Linked DNA regions of Ovis aries: regions 1 and 3 are each linked to region 2. The links are chromatin contacts, called in public Hi-C maps. All regions are on one chromosome and are shown on one strand. The core of a region is the stretch at or near the end of the contact, and the rest is flanking DNA. Distances in the headings are between cores, read along the strand shown.

Evidence for each region. A called contact is a pair of places that touch in the nucleus more often than the background predicts.
Region 1: a Hi-C map of liver shows a contact between it and region 2, with 11 times the contacts expected there. The contact joins two enhancer-like sites. A contact is called at or near these places in 4 of 16 Hi-C or Micro-C datasets (hypothalamus, liver and tail adipose tissue).
Region 3: a contact with region 2 is called in a Hi-C map of liver, with 3 times the contacts expected there. The contact joins the promoter of TERF2 here to the enhancer-like site in region 2. A contact is called at or near these places in 3 of 16 Hi-C or Micro-C datasets (liver, skin fibroblasts and tail adipose tissue).

Annotation. Positions count from the first base shown.
Region 1 is chr14:36,530,955-36,535,092 of ARS-UI_Ramb_v3.0, reverse strand. No RefSeq gene overlaps it. Among named protein-coding and RNA genes, the nearest start is that of PSMD7, 11 kb to the left of the region's middle. Within about 2 kb of position 1,967, at least 4 of the 54 cell types and tissues checked have an H3K27ac peak or open chromatin away from gene starts, as enhancers often do. A contact at or near this core is called in liver, where this site is marked.
Region 2 is chr14:36,333,288-36,337,910 of ARS-UI_Ramb_v3.0, reverse strand. It overlaps NFAT5 (nuclear factor of activated T cells 5), which reads right to left. Exons shown (of 14, transcript XM_060398434.1): 14 at 3,874-4,623. Among named protein-coding and RNA genes, the nearest start is that of NQO1, 16 kb to the left of the region's middle. Within about 2 kb of position 1,265, at least 7 of the 54 cell types and tissues checked have an H3K27ac peak or open chromatin away from gene starts, as enhancers often do. A contact at or near this core is called in liver, where this site is marked.
Region 3 is chr14:36,086,279-36,090,372 of ARS-UI_Ramb_v3.0, reverse strand. It overlaps TERF2 (telomeric repeat binding factor 2), which reads left to right and starts at 2,373. Exons shown (of 11, transcript XM_060398448.1): 1 at 2,373-2,505.

The sequences.
Region 1 (4,138 bases), core at 718-3,217, 200 kb before region 2:
GAGTTAGTGGAAATTTGGGGGTTGATTTTTATCTGACAGAAATAGAACTACCCACATCAGTGGTCAGTTCAAAGTTCATTAAGATGCTGAGATAAAAAGAAATAGCAAAGGGAAAAGAGCTAGAGAAGTTTTTTGTCTGTTATGGCAGTCAAAAGTCAGAGGGTTGTTCCCAATACATCTAAGTAAAAGAAATTTGAAATACATAGTTCAAAGCTTGAGATGCATTTAAAATGACAAGAGTGTGTTATTAAAAGTTTTTTGAGATCTTGTTGCCATGTTTAGAGCAGACTGGTGTGAGAAAGGGAACCTTTCACCAGGGTAGGCAGCAAAGACCAGAGATGCCATGGACCTGAGGCCAAGCAGGGACAAGGAGAAAGTTATCCCAAAGAGTGAGTCCTTTATGTAGGGTGGAGGTGGGGTGGGGGCAACTCAGGACCACACAGGATCAGATCCACCTTCAGAAGAATGATCTGCACTTAAAAAGCTTTCCCAGGGTCTAAAAGGACAATGTCACAAGCTTTTAAGTTTGTCACCGTTTGATAAATTGGAATGTCTATTGAATATGTAGGAACATGGGAATACCCAGGCCTTGTTATATTTAACAGTTGGACCTGCATATGGACAAAACTGACTTTGACCTTACTAACAGGATCTTCATTTCCTTCTAACAAAAAGTGTATGTCGCCTCTAGAGTCACGCAGGCTCATTTTCTCAAGCAAAATTGCTGCCATCCTATGTAAGACAGTGAGCTTTATAAGGCTGTTTGTTGATGAAGGCTTGCTTATATAAATAGCAGCTGACTTGACTGCAAAACCCATGACCCTCACCTAAAATAAAGTCATGTGTTCAGATAGCTTAGCAGTCTCAAGATGAGATTTCTAAACTACTTTTGTTCTTTGAACACTGAAAAAGTATCCTGGGTAAAGTCTAATCCCATTTTCGGACTTTGTATCCAGAGTTGTGACATTCCCTTCCTTCCATTTTGAAAGGTTTCACAATAACAGTTCAGGCTACTCCAGCTACACACATTACAGAGAGTATAGCTTCGATTCCCTACTGGTATTCTGTTTGATAAGTAACATCTGAAATAGTCCCAAACTTCCAGGTCAGTTATCCTTAGTGAAAAGGTTAAAAACTGTCAGGGTGGAATAACAGCTTTGAGCCCACTAATTAGTTAAATGATTTTTCATTTTACACAGATCATCAATCACCAAAGGGGAAAAAAGGAAGTCATATTCATTGAGGGACTACCATACTGCTTACTCCACTGCTCATGATGCAGTCAGCCTTTCCAGTGGGAATTAATCCCAGAATCTTACTCCAGTTTCTGGAGGACTCTCCAGCTTTGAGAACTTGATCATATACAATTACCTTCACTTCAAATAAAAGACTTATTAACACAAGTTCTCATAAAAGAGTGAAAGATCCTACTCACTTGGAAGTCATGAACAGGACTTTCCTTCTGCTATTTTCTACAAAAATATCTATGAAGCAGAAAGACTTCAGAATGAATTTGGGTTCTTTGTTATGCTACAACATGCTGATGACTTCATGTGCCCCTGTCACAGGAAATAGGAAGGATATCTGGGACATGCTGGAAAAGCAGAGAAGCATCTGAATTATGTGACCCACAAGAGAAGATCTCTACAACTTCCCTAAGCAAATTCATTCCAGATTATACATAATACAGGAAAGTGCTGGTTTCCATATCTATGCCTTTCAACTCTTGGCATTTCTCTTTTGCTGGGAAACCACACCGAATTCATATCTTTCAAAAAAATAAAAAATAACAAGAAAACACCAGTGGCTATTCTTGTTGGAGGAGTGGGTAGAAAATGACTCCAGAAGTAGGGAAATGAAGTAGAAAAAGAAAATAGAGGAAACCGTGTTAGTGTGTTTCCAAGGCCTAAGTCAAGAGCAAGCTTCCTCCAAGCGTCCCTCTTTGGAGCCAATCTGTACTTCAACACTAGATGGCACCATTGACTAATATCATCTCAGCAAGTGACACACTGGTTCACATTCCAGTTCATCATGGAATTGGGAACCTTCCCCAAAGTTGCTTCCCACCACTTCTGCTTTTGGCTGCAACCATCTAGGCTAGGCTTTGAAGGAATCTAGAGAGCATCTTGCTGCAAAAAATTGGGTCAAGTTGCCACAGCTTCACCCCTGCTGTATGTACTCTATGATAAATAGATAAAGTTTTCTCTGCCCTTCAGATAGTTCATGCTTTGATTTTCCTCACTACTGATACCACTCCTGGTTTCTTTAAGGACCATATCCAGTGAAGGGCTGGTAAATGTATAACAACCAGGTCTCTAAAAAAGAGGAGGAAGGGTATTGATTTGTGGCCTTTGCCAATTTCCCTGGTGTAAATACTCCCAACACAGCTGATTTCAAGGCCAACATGAATTGGGAAAAGATGCATATAGCACAGCATAACATAGTATTACCCAAATATGGATACAATAGATAAAAATAACCTGAAGAAAACAGATGATAATAAACTGTAGTAAAATCATTTAGCTACAGTGCATAGGGAGCATTTATTACCCCTTTTCAGATATCATTTATTTCTTTGTAAATTTATACAATTTACCTACTGCATTAGAATCTCTGGGAATCTGTTTTTAAGAAATTGGTAGTTTCTGCATATATGCAAGTTAGACAACCTTTATTTAATGTAGATAAAACTACTAACTTTTTTGCCTTACCATCAGCACTCTGTGGATCAGTCCTTTCCCAACTTAAGATCTCTTCTCATACATATGTGTCTATTACGACCCACAAAGCGTCGTCCTTCTCTGCAACATAGCACCAGTATCTACCTCTATCTGTATGCTACAGCTAGCGTCTGATCAGTGATAATCTGGCTTAACTTTTAACCAAAATACCCAATCAACAGCCTCAGTTCATCTATTATCCCCTCTGCTTCATTTTCAACCCTGGCTTTATCCCCTCAGCAGATAAGACTCTGGGACTGTATCCTGTACTTGAAAGTTGCTAAGAGAGTCGAACTTAAAAGTTCTCACCACAACGCAGACTTAAATGGTCGCAACAACAACAAAATGGGAACTCCGTGAGGTGATGGGTGTGTCAGTGAACCTCACTGTGGCAATCACTTTACGACATGTACATGAATCACCACATTGTACACCTTAAACTAACACATTATGTCAATTATATCTCAATAAAGCTGGGGGAAAAATATACTTAACCTGGGGCTTCCCTGTACCTCAAGGCAGACACTGGCACCTCAGGGATCTGTGCCCTTGTTCAAGAGTAGGGATGGGCTAAAAGCCAGAGTTGAATGTATGAGCTACTCCTCCCCTACCCCATATGCCCCATATTTTAACCAACATGAACCAATCCCAAGAGGCAAATAACCATGACTATAAAACCCAAAGTTCAAGGATGAAATGCATTCCATCCCAGGAGAAAAGAGTGCTTCTACACCCACAACTCACCAAGGCCCAGATGTTCGTGAGGGAGGCGTCACTGAGGCGGGAGACGTGCCCCTGAACCAACCCCAGTGGGAGTCCTGAACAGCAGAGCCTGTCCTCCAGACGCATTCACTGCTGTACTGGCATCGTCTACCTACTGCTCACCCTGTGATTATACAGAGAACGAACCCAAAATTGTCCTTGAGTGTCTGGACAAGACTCGTGCCGACTCTTGCCCAAATAATAACAAATGACAACCCCAAAACAGAGCACCATTGCAGGCTCGGCCAGACCCAAGGCCTCTGAGGCCATCAGTACCACCCGGGCAGTGATTTCAGGCCATGGGCTCAGGGTGGGGATTGAAAGGACTCCCACTCCCAAGTACTTTCTTTCCCCAAGAAAAGGAAGGAGAGTGATGCTGGTACCTTTCTGCCTTTATCCCTAGTTGGTGTGATTGTTTTTGAACTACATGCCAAGGCTCTCATTATTAAAAATCATGACCACGGACTTCCCTGGTCCAGGGATTGGGACTCCCCACTGCCACTGTAAGGGGCACACGTTCAATCCCTGGTTAGGGAACTAAGATCCACACATGCTGTGCAGTGCAGCCAAAAAAAAAAAAAGACAAAAAATCATTGCCACATTCAGGACCTGGTACATATAAGACATGCTAATCCAAGACCATTTCACCTGAGCTA
Region 2 (4,623 bases), core at 16-2,515:
CTGGGTATTCTTTCCACAATATCCACAATGGCAGATGGCTGGGTGTTTCAATTTGAAAACATGAAAATGTTTCCTGTTGCCTTTATCCTCACTGCAGTTTTATGTATATTTCTAAAAGTTCCAAATAAAATCCATTTCTATAAAACAAACTCAAATTCATTGGTTTCAGGCAAAAGTGGAATCTACCAGGGAAGGGATCAGAGGATTCAGTGATAAAGTGTGGCCAGAAGCCTAAACAGTGACTTGGCTTGAGAGCTTGCCCAATAGGGCTGCTTCATTCTGAATGGTAATGGAACCAATTAAGATTCTCTCAGGGGATTTAAGGGAGAAGGCAATGGCACCCCACTCCAGTACTCTTGCCTGGAAAACCCCATGGACAGAGGAGCCTGGAAGGCTGCAGTCTGCGGGGTCGCTAAGTGAGATACGACTGAGCGACTTCACTTTCACTTTTCACTTTCATGCATTGGAGAAGGAAATGGCAACCCACTCCGGTGTTCTTGCCTGGAGAATCCCAGGGACGGCCAGAGCCTGGTGGGCTGCCGTCTATGGGGTCGCACAGAGTCGGACACGACTGAAGCAACTGAGCAGCAGCAGCAGCAGGGGATTTAAAGGACATTTAAGATGATCCAGGAAGGAGTGCTTAGTTGTTAAGTCATGTCTGACTCTTTGCGACCCCATGGACTATAGCTGGCCAGGCTCCTCTGACAATGGGATTTCCCAAGGAAGAATACTGGAGTGGGTTGCTATTTCCTTCTCCAGGAGTCTTCCCAACCCAGGGATCAGGAGAGTGGTATAGAAATCAAGAAAAACACAGAATGTAACAAATATATGCCAAGGGGCAATATTTATTGTGACTTGACTGAATTATCGTGATTAATCAATGGGACAGGCATTCTTCTAGGCACTGGAAATATACAAAAGCAGACAAAATACCTATCCTCATGGAGGATTGCATTCCATGACAGAAGAACAAATGTCAGTCAGGTGATAAATGCTAGAGAGGAAGAGCAGGTAAGAGGGTTAGAGATGGGATCCGAGTTTTATACAGGGTGATTAAGAAGGATCTAATAAGGTTATATTTGAGCAAAGACTTGATAACGTTAAGAGACTGAGACATGTGGATCCCCAAAGGATAGGCATACCGGGAGTGATGTGAGCACAAACCCATGAGGTAGCAGCATGATCAGTCTGTTTTAGGGAGGGAAAGGAACTTAGTGTGACCAAAGCAGAGAAAGCAAGAGAAGGATGGGTCAGACACACAGCTGGGACAGACCACAAAGGGCCTTACAAGCACTGTGAAATGCAGGAACAGGAAGTCAGTCACTGAGTGGCTTTGAGCAAACGTGTAACATAGGACTTACGTTTAAATCTAGCTGGTAACTGAAGGATCAAGTATGAGGAGCAATGAGAGAAGTAGGAATTGTTGGGAAACTGTTATGGCAACAAATGCTTTGGTTCAAAGTGATAACAATAGCTGTATTGAGAAGTGGCTGGATTCTGGATATATTTCAAAGGTCAGAGTAACATGATCTGATGACAGACTGTATAAAGGTCAAAAAACACAAACCCTCAAAGGTATTTTGGCTTAAACAACTGGAAGAATGGAGATTTCATTTTGCTCAAATGAGGAAGAATCTGGAAAGAGTATTTGGGGCAGAAGATGGGGATGGGAAGGGGAGAATCAAAATTTGACTTCAGACATGTTATGTCTGAGATGCCTGTTGTGACTGTCAAGTAGACAGCTGGGTAATAGGAACTTGGAATAAAGTCAACATGTAGGAGTATATAAAGCAATGTGACTGGATGGGGTCGACTGGAAATTGAGTTATGATAGAGAAGAGATCTAATGATCGACTTCTAGAGGTCTCCAACGTTAGAAGGTCAAGATGATGAGAAGAGAAAAGGCCAATGAAGCGAGAGAGATGAGCGTCATGTCCTGAAAGCCGAGGGAAGAAAGTGTTTCAGACTGTCAAATACTGCTGATGAGTGAGTGAAATAGGCATGGGAATCGACTTTTGAGAGGCCATTGGTGGTGATGACAAGAGCTATTTCTGGAGAGTGGGGTGATAAAACCGGACTGGAATGGATTTAAGAGGGAATGGAAAGAGAGGAAGTGGAAATAGTGTATATGCGGGATGTGTGGTCAAAGAAAATTGTTAATTTTGAGATGAGGAACATTACAGAAAATTCATATTCTAGTGGGTATGAGAAAAGGTTTTGATGCTGGAGAAAGAGGGTAATTATATATATATAACTGAATCCCTTTGCTGTTTACCTGAAACTAACACAACACTGTAAGTCAACTATACTCCAACAGAAAATAAAAATCAAATAAAAATAAGAATTAAAAAGTAAATTACAAATTAAAAAAGAGGATAATTAAAGGACCATGTATTTGAGAAAGCAAAAGGATATGGATCCAGTGCACCAGAGGCAGCAGAACAAAGCAGTATCAGGACTAGTATGACTAACACAAAGTTAACACTTACTAGGCACTTAGCTCCTGTGTACCAGGAACTAAGTAGTTTTATGCTGATTAACTTATGTAATTTTTATAACAACCCTTAGGGGATCATTCTAGTTTTCTTTCCACTTTATAAAGAAACTGAGGAATGGAGAGGTTAAACATTCGGTATAGGAGCCAGAACTTTACCCAAGAGGCAAACTCCAGAGACTATGCCTTTAAATACTATTGTGCCTCAGTACAGGAAGGGACAATGACACCATGAAATAGAGCACAAGAGCAGTAATCAGCTGTCTTCCTGAAAGACCATAAGTATTGCGATTGAGAAACTATAGCGATTTGTTAATTGGAGGATAATTGTTTTACAATGTTGTGGTGGTTTCTGCCATATAACGACATGAATCAGCCATGTGTGTGTGTGTGTGTGTGTGTGTGTGTGTATCCCCTCTCTCTTGAGCCACCCTCTCCCTGTCCCCATGCCACCTCTCTAAGTTATCACAGGCCAGCTCCTTGTGTTATATACAGCAGCTTCCCACTAGCCATCTAATTTACACATGGTAGTATATATTTGTCAGTAGCTGCTTTTACACTTCTAAAGTCCTCCTGTGTCCCTAAGCAGGGATAAATGATGTTCAGTTCTCTGACAGGCCTAATTATATGTATATGGCTGCTGAGAACTGTTTGCTCCTCACGAGATGACAAAGCAGGACTCTTATCAGCTTGGAGTAAAGCAAGAAAACTCTCTCCCTTGTTCTGGACACTGTAACTTAGATTATGTAACCCAGGACCACATCAGCCTTTCTGGCAGCCACTTGTAGTTCCATCTTCAGATCAAAAATACCCAAATATTTTTTATATTTATACTTACTAAATTACATCTGGTTATTACTTCTTTCCAATGTTGCTGAAGTCCATAAATGCTAAAAGACAACTTTTAAACATATTTAGAACAATGGCAGCAGTGTTATTACTTTAGACCCCTAAAGTGAAAACTTATTTAGATGGATTATATACATTTGGATGTTAAAATCACCTAAAATCATTCTGAATGATTAACTTACAGAAGAATAAAAAGAGACTGCCTCTGGATGTGGGACTGAGGGCTGGGGAGACTTTGTTTTCATCAAAAGCACCTCCACAATTCATAACTTGTCACATGTATGTATTATTTTACTAAACATGAAACACTTTAAGTAAAACAAATAAAAATTCTATCACACTAAGTCACTTTTGTACACTACCTGGTAAAACAGTAGGTACAAAGTCACTATTAAAAATATTTCTTTATTTCATGCCTTTTCCTAATGACTTTAAGTTCAGTCACATATTCATGTTGTTCAAAGTTGACATTCTTAGATATGACTTCACTCATAAAGTCTGAGGAAAAAAGACAGTTAACCACTACAAAATGAAAACTTTCAATGTTTTATTTTTGACTGCAGCTGTTTACAGAAATATAGTTGCGAGTATACAAATGTTCCAATAGAAGCAAAATATCTTTTTAATATTTAACAAGTTATCACAGATAGCTAAAAACATAGATGCAAATGAAGTTCCCCCAGAGAATAAACTGAAGTATCTGGTGTCAGTGCTCTGAAATACCAACTATGAAAGCCATATACACAAAAATGTAACCCTTATATCATTGCAGGACAATGGGAGAAGGCAGCTCAGTGGTTGATCAGTGTACTCAAGCAAATAAAATTAAATAAAAAACTTAAATGGCAGAATGGTAGCTAAACCACTTGAGAACAGGTTAATGAAATAACTGTAGTATAGTTATTAAAAGACTAAGTAAAACAAATGAATGAACTCAGTAAAAAGTATCTGAAAAAAGTAATAAATACTTGGAGCTTATCAATTCAAAGTAAGGGAACAAGGTGAAGCAGATACATTCATTAGATCAAAAGAAATTAGCTCAATGTCACTGGAGTCAGTTTGTCACTGAAAGTCATAAACACTTCTGTGCAGGACAGTTCTTTAATCTGATTCCAAAGTCACTCTCAAACATCTGAGAAGGCATGTGTGTGTATGTGTGTGTGTGTGTGTGTTTGTGTGTGCTGTCCTGAGGCTCATTAGCTAAAATAATAATAGTTATACAAACTATCTCAAATTAGGCAAATTAATTCTGGGAAAAGAAAGCACGGTAATATGGTTAA
Region 3 (4,094 bases), core at 1,124-3,623, 250 kb after region 2:
TTGAACCCAGGTCTCCTACATTGCAGGCAGACGCTTTAACCTCTGAGCCACCAGGGAAGCCACCCAGGCCCCCTGCATTGGGAGTGTGGAGTCTTAGCCACTGGACCATCAGGGAAATCCCTGAAATCTGTACTCTTTGTGAATGCCTGTATTCCAGAAGCTTCCCAGAATTATTGGATGATGGCTCTGTGACTACAGTCTCTGTGTGGCCTCCAGTCAACCAAAATGGGAAAAAAAGTTTGGCTTTGAATAACAGGTCTATAATTATCTTAGCTCACAATAAATTATTATCCTATCATTATAAATTATTCTATCATTATTTTTCTTATATTTTTATTAACTTTTAATTAGTAGTTAACATAGGAATCTAATTTTGAAAAAAGTAGATTGTTGGAGATAAAATTTTGGTTCTCTTTAATCTTTAATGCTAATTTAATTGGTCTGGAGTGTGGCTTGCAATTATTATTATTTTTTTAATTTTATTTTTATTTTACTTTACAAGGCTTGCAATTATTAACAGTTACTTTCTTACAATGATTCTAATACTCAGCAAAGTATGAGAACCACTTGTCTAACTGATAAAGGACTCCAATATTTTTGAAAACTCAATACCTAGATGTTATGGAAAAAAAAAATATACATTTAACATAATAAGTGGTTTTCTTTCTCTAAGTGAAAGGTGAAATTTCCCTTTCAATATGGACTGCATTTTAGCAAAAGCACTTCCATAAACTTTTGGGTTTTGTAAATAAAAAGCCAATTTGCGGGACCTCCCTGGTGGCTCAGTGGCTAAAACTCTGCACTCCCAGTGCAGGAGGCCTGGGTTTCGATCCCTGGTTGGGGAACTAGGTCCCATGTACTGCAACTAAAGACCCAGAGTGGTCAAAGAAACAAACAAATATTAAAAAATAAAAAAGCAAATTTGCAATCCTGGAATGAAACCTGAGGACAATGAGACCCTAAACTTGTATCAAAGTTGTCACTGTTGGGGAATGTTGCACCTCTGTAGATCATCAACATGAGGCTTGAGACTGGGGACTGAGGAAGAACCAATGAAGAAGTTTCCCGGCTAGAGACAGAGAAGGTTGTCCAGACCCTTCTGGAAGGTGAGGCTGAGACACTTGAGGATTGTGCTGTCCAGAACAGTAGCCACCATCTGCATGCCGTTATTTGTCTTTGAATATAAGTGAATTAAAAACTAAATCAGATTAAAAATTCAGTTTCTCAGTCATAGTAGCCACATTTCAAGTGTTCAGTAGCCACGTGTAGCTAGTGGCTACCATACTGGATGCAAACACAGAACATCCCCATCGTCAAAGATAGCTCTTTGGGACAGCACTACTGCAGAAATCATTTTACATGGTCGTATCCAGTTGGTAGTTTAAAATTCCCTTTCCTGAAATCTAACTACGTGCTCTTATTACCAAGCTTTCGACACAGTTTTAAAATGATAATAACAGATAACATTTATTGAACACTTAACATAACCGTCAGTTCTCTTGGTTGCAGACAGCAGGTTTCTCTCTTGCTAATTTAAACATGAAGGGACTTATTAAAGGGTATGGCTTTAGCTCACAGAATCAGTAAGAAGGTCAAGAAACAGACTCTAGGCTAAACATCCAGGAACCACTCCCCAAATGATACTGTGGAACTCGTGCCAAGCAAGCCACAGCCTCTGTCACTGTCCGGAAAATTCAGAACTGCTAAGCTGCCACCACAGCTGCTGTTAGAATCATGAAGGCCTTGGCCATGAACGGCCTCAGCAAAATGGATGCTTCACACCTGCCTCTTCCTCCACATAGCTCCTAGTTCTAAAGCCTCACACAAATGGAATCCAAGTCATAAACAGAACTGGAGCTGCAAGGGAGTTTGTGACATGTTATGCAGGTTAATCCCGCCAGCCTTCTGAAGTTCAGAAAGTGAGCTAAGACAGGGCTGGAATGGGTTTGGAGCAAACCCGTCAGTCTAAAGTAACTGCCATGATCTGCTGTATGCCAAATCCTGTGAACATGCCTGATGGCACTGCTTTCTTATAGGAATTCAGGAAGGCCCTGTAATCAACCCCCTTTGACAGAGGAGGATACTACAGGAAATGGTGGGGCACACAGACAGTCTTAGCTGTGCTTTGCAAAGTTAGAAGAGGGCCCTCTGCCCACTCTGGGAGAGAAGGAAAGTGGAACGAGGAGGGGACAGCTGCCTGGAGAAGCAGGGATGGAAGATGACCACACAGGAGAAAAAAAGCAGCAGTTCCAAGGTGACAAAGGACAGCCAGAATGAATTTGAGAACTCACGAGTGCTGCTGCTGTACAAATTCGTGCCAGATTCCAGAGTCCCTGCCCTCTCCACAAGCCCACGCCACCCCCAGTGGGAAGAACCATAACTTAACGCACAATCAAGACACAAGGACACTTGTCTGTCTACATCCCAACAATCCCAGTTGCATCTGTTGCACAGGACAGGAGTACAAAAGTAAAGAACTCAAGCAGGGAAGGTTTCCAGAAGGAGGTGAGTTTTTAGTGGGTTTGAGAGGAGATGTGTTAGCTTATGCACAGCTGTCAGAAGGCAGAGGGTTTCAGATGAAAGAGCCCATCCATCCTCATGCCAAGGTTGAAAGGGGGCAGCCACTGTAGCATATCAAAGCAGTGCCCTTGACTGAGGATGAAGGAGGTGAGTCAGTGTTTGGGAGAAAACAATAATACATAAGCAGGGTTGGGAAGGGAGTTGATTTGCAGGATAAAATCATGTGAAACCCTTCCTATGATAATAATTAAATCCAAATATTAGTAAAGTATGTATTGAAACTGGATTCGAAGCAGAACGAAAATCTCGGGGAGTGGGTCCTAGACATTTTCTAACAAACACTCCTGGGTTGATTCTCCTTATCTGCCTGTCCTGAGGACTATTCCAGTCTTCGCTTTCCTTCTCTGCGATGCAGCTCAAGTTTTGGTGAGCAGAGGTTGGGGTCCCTTTGGCACATCATTCTTTCCTGGAGACGTTCTAGTAGGATCAAAAGATAACTACATCAGGGAAAGGAATACAGCTCAAGGAAATGGGACTCTTGGAGTTGGGCAACTCAGAAAAATTTAAGAAAGGGGTGTCAACACCCCAGACATTTGGTGGCATGTATGATTCTCACTGTGCTTAAGCTTTACCAAACAATACATTTTAATAAGTGTTTCCACCTGCCAAGTTCAATCTTAAGCCATTTAACAATATATTAAATCATTTAACCCTCACAGCAATTACCAACACTAAGCTATCCTCATTTTACAAAAGAGAAAAATGAGGCTTAGAGGGTCCCACAGCTAAGAACTGGACTCCACAGCCCATGGATTTAACTATCTTGCTATGCTGCCTTGATCTCTTCTTGCTTATTGTGTTTTCTTATTATTTTTCACGTGTTATGTTCATATACTTGTCAGCTCCAAAAACTAGAAGTTTCTTAAAGTGTAATGATCAAGTCTAATAATTCATCCTTTGATACCCTTACCCTCAGCACTTGCCCGAGACAAGCACACAGTGAGTACTTAATATACATAAGCGAGACAGAGCTTTGTGACAAAGTAATCATTCACCTTATACTCATCAATTCCCGCAGACATTCACAGCTTCCAGAGAAAAAGTAGGAGGAGTGAATCCTCACTCATAGAGGACCCCAGTCAAGGCTTTTGGATCCTGACAGTCACAGGCTTAAATCCTGACTCAGACACTTTAGTGGTATAATCTCAGGCAAATGTTAACAGGAAAAATAAATTTAAATTACAATTTATAGGCACTTCCCTGGTGGTCCAGTGGCTAAGACTCTACGCTCCCAAGGCAGGGAGACTGGGTTCACACCCTGGTCGGGAAACTAGATCTCACATGTTATTGCGATGAGTTTACATGCCACGATGAAGATCAAAGATCCCGCATGCTGCAACTAAGATCCGGCACAGCCAAAAAACTAAATAAAACTAATTTAGAAGATTAATATAAAGTATTATTCTTAAAAAAAGAAGGCACTGCTGTTGGGGCATGAAAAATAGCCAGGAAAGTTTATGATTCTGGATTTAAATACATATATTAAGTATGTGTTTTATAAAAGTGGTAGGTGG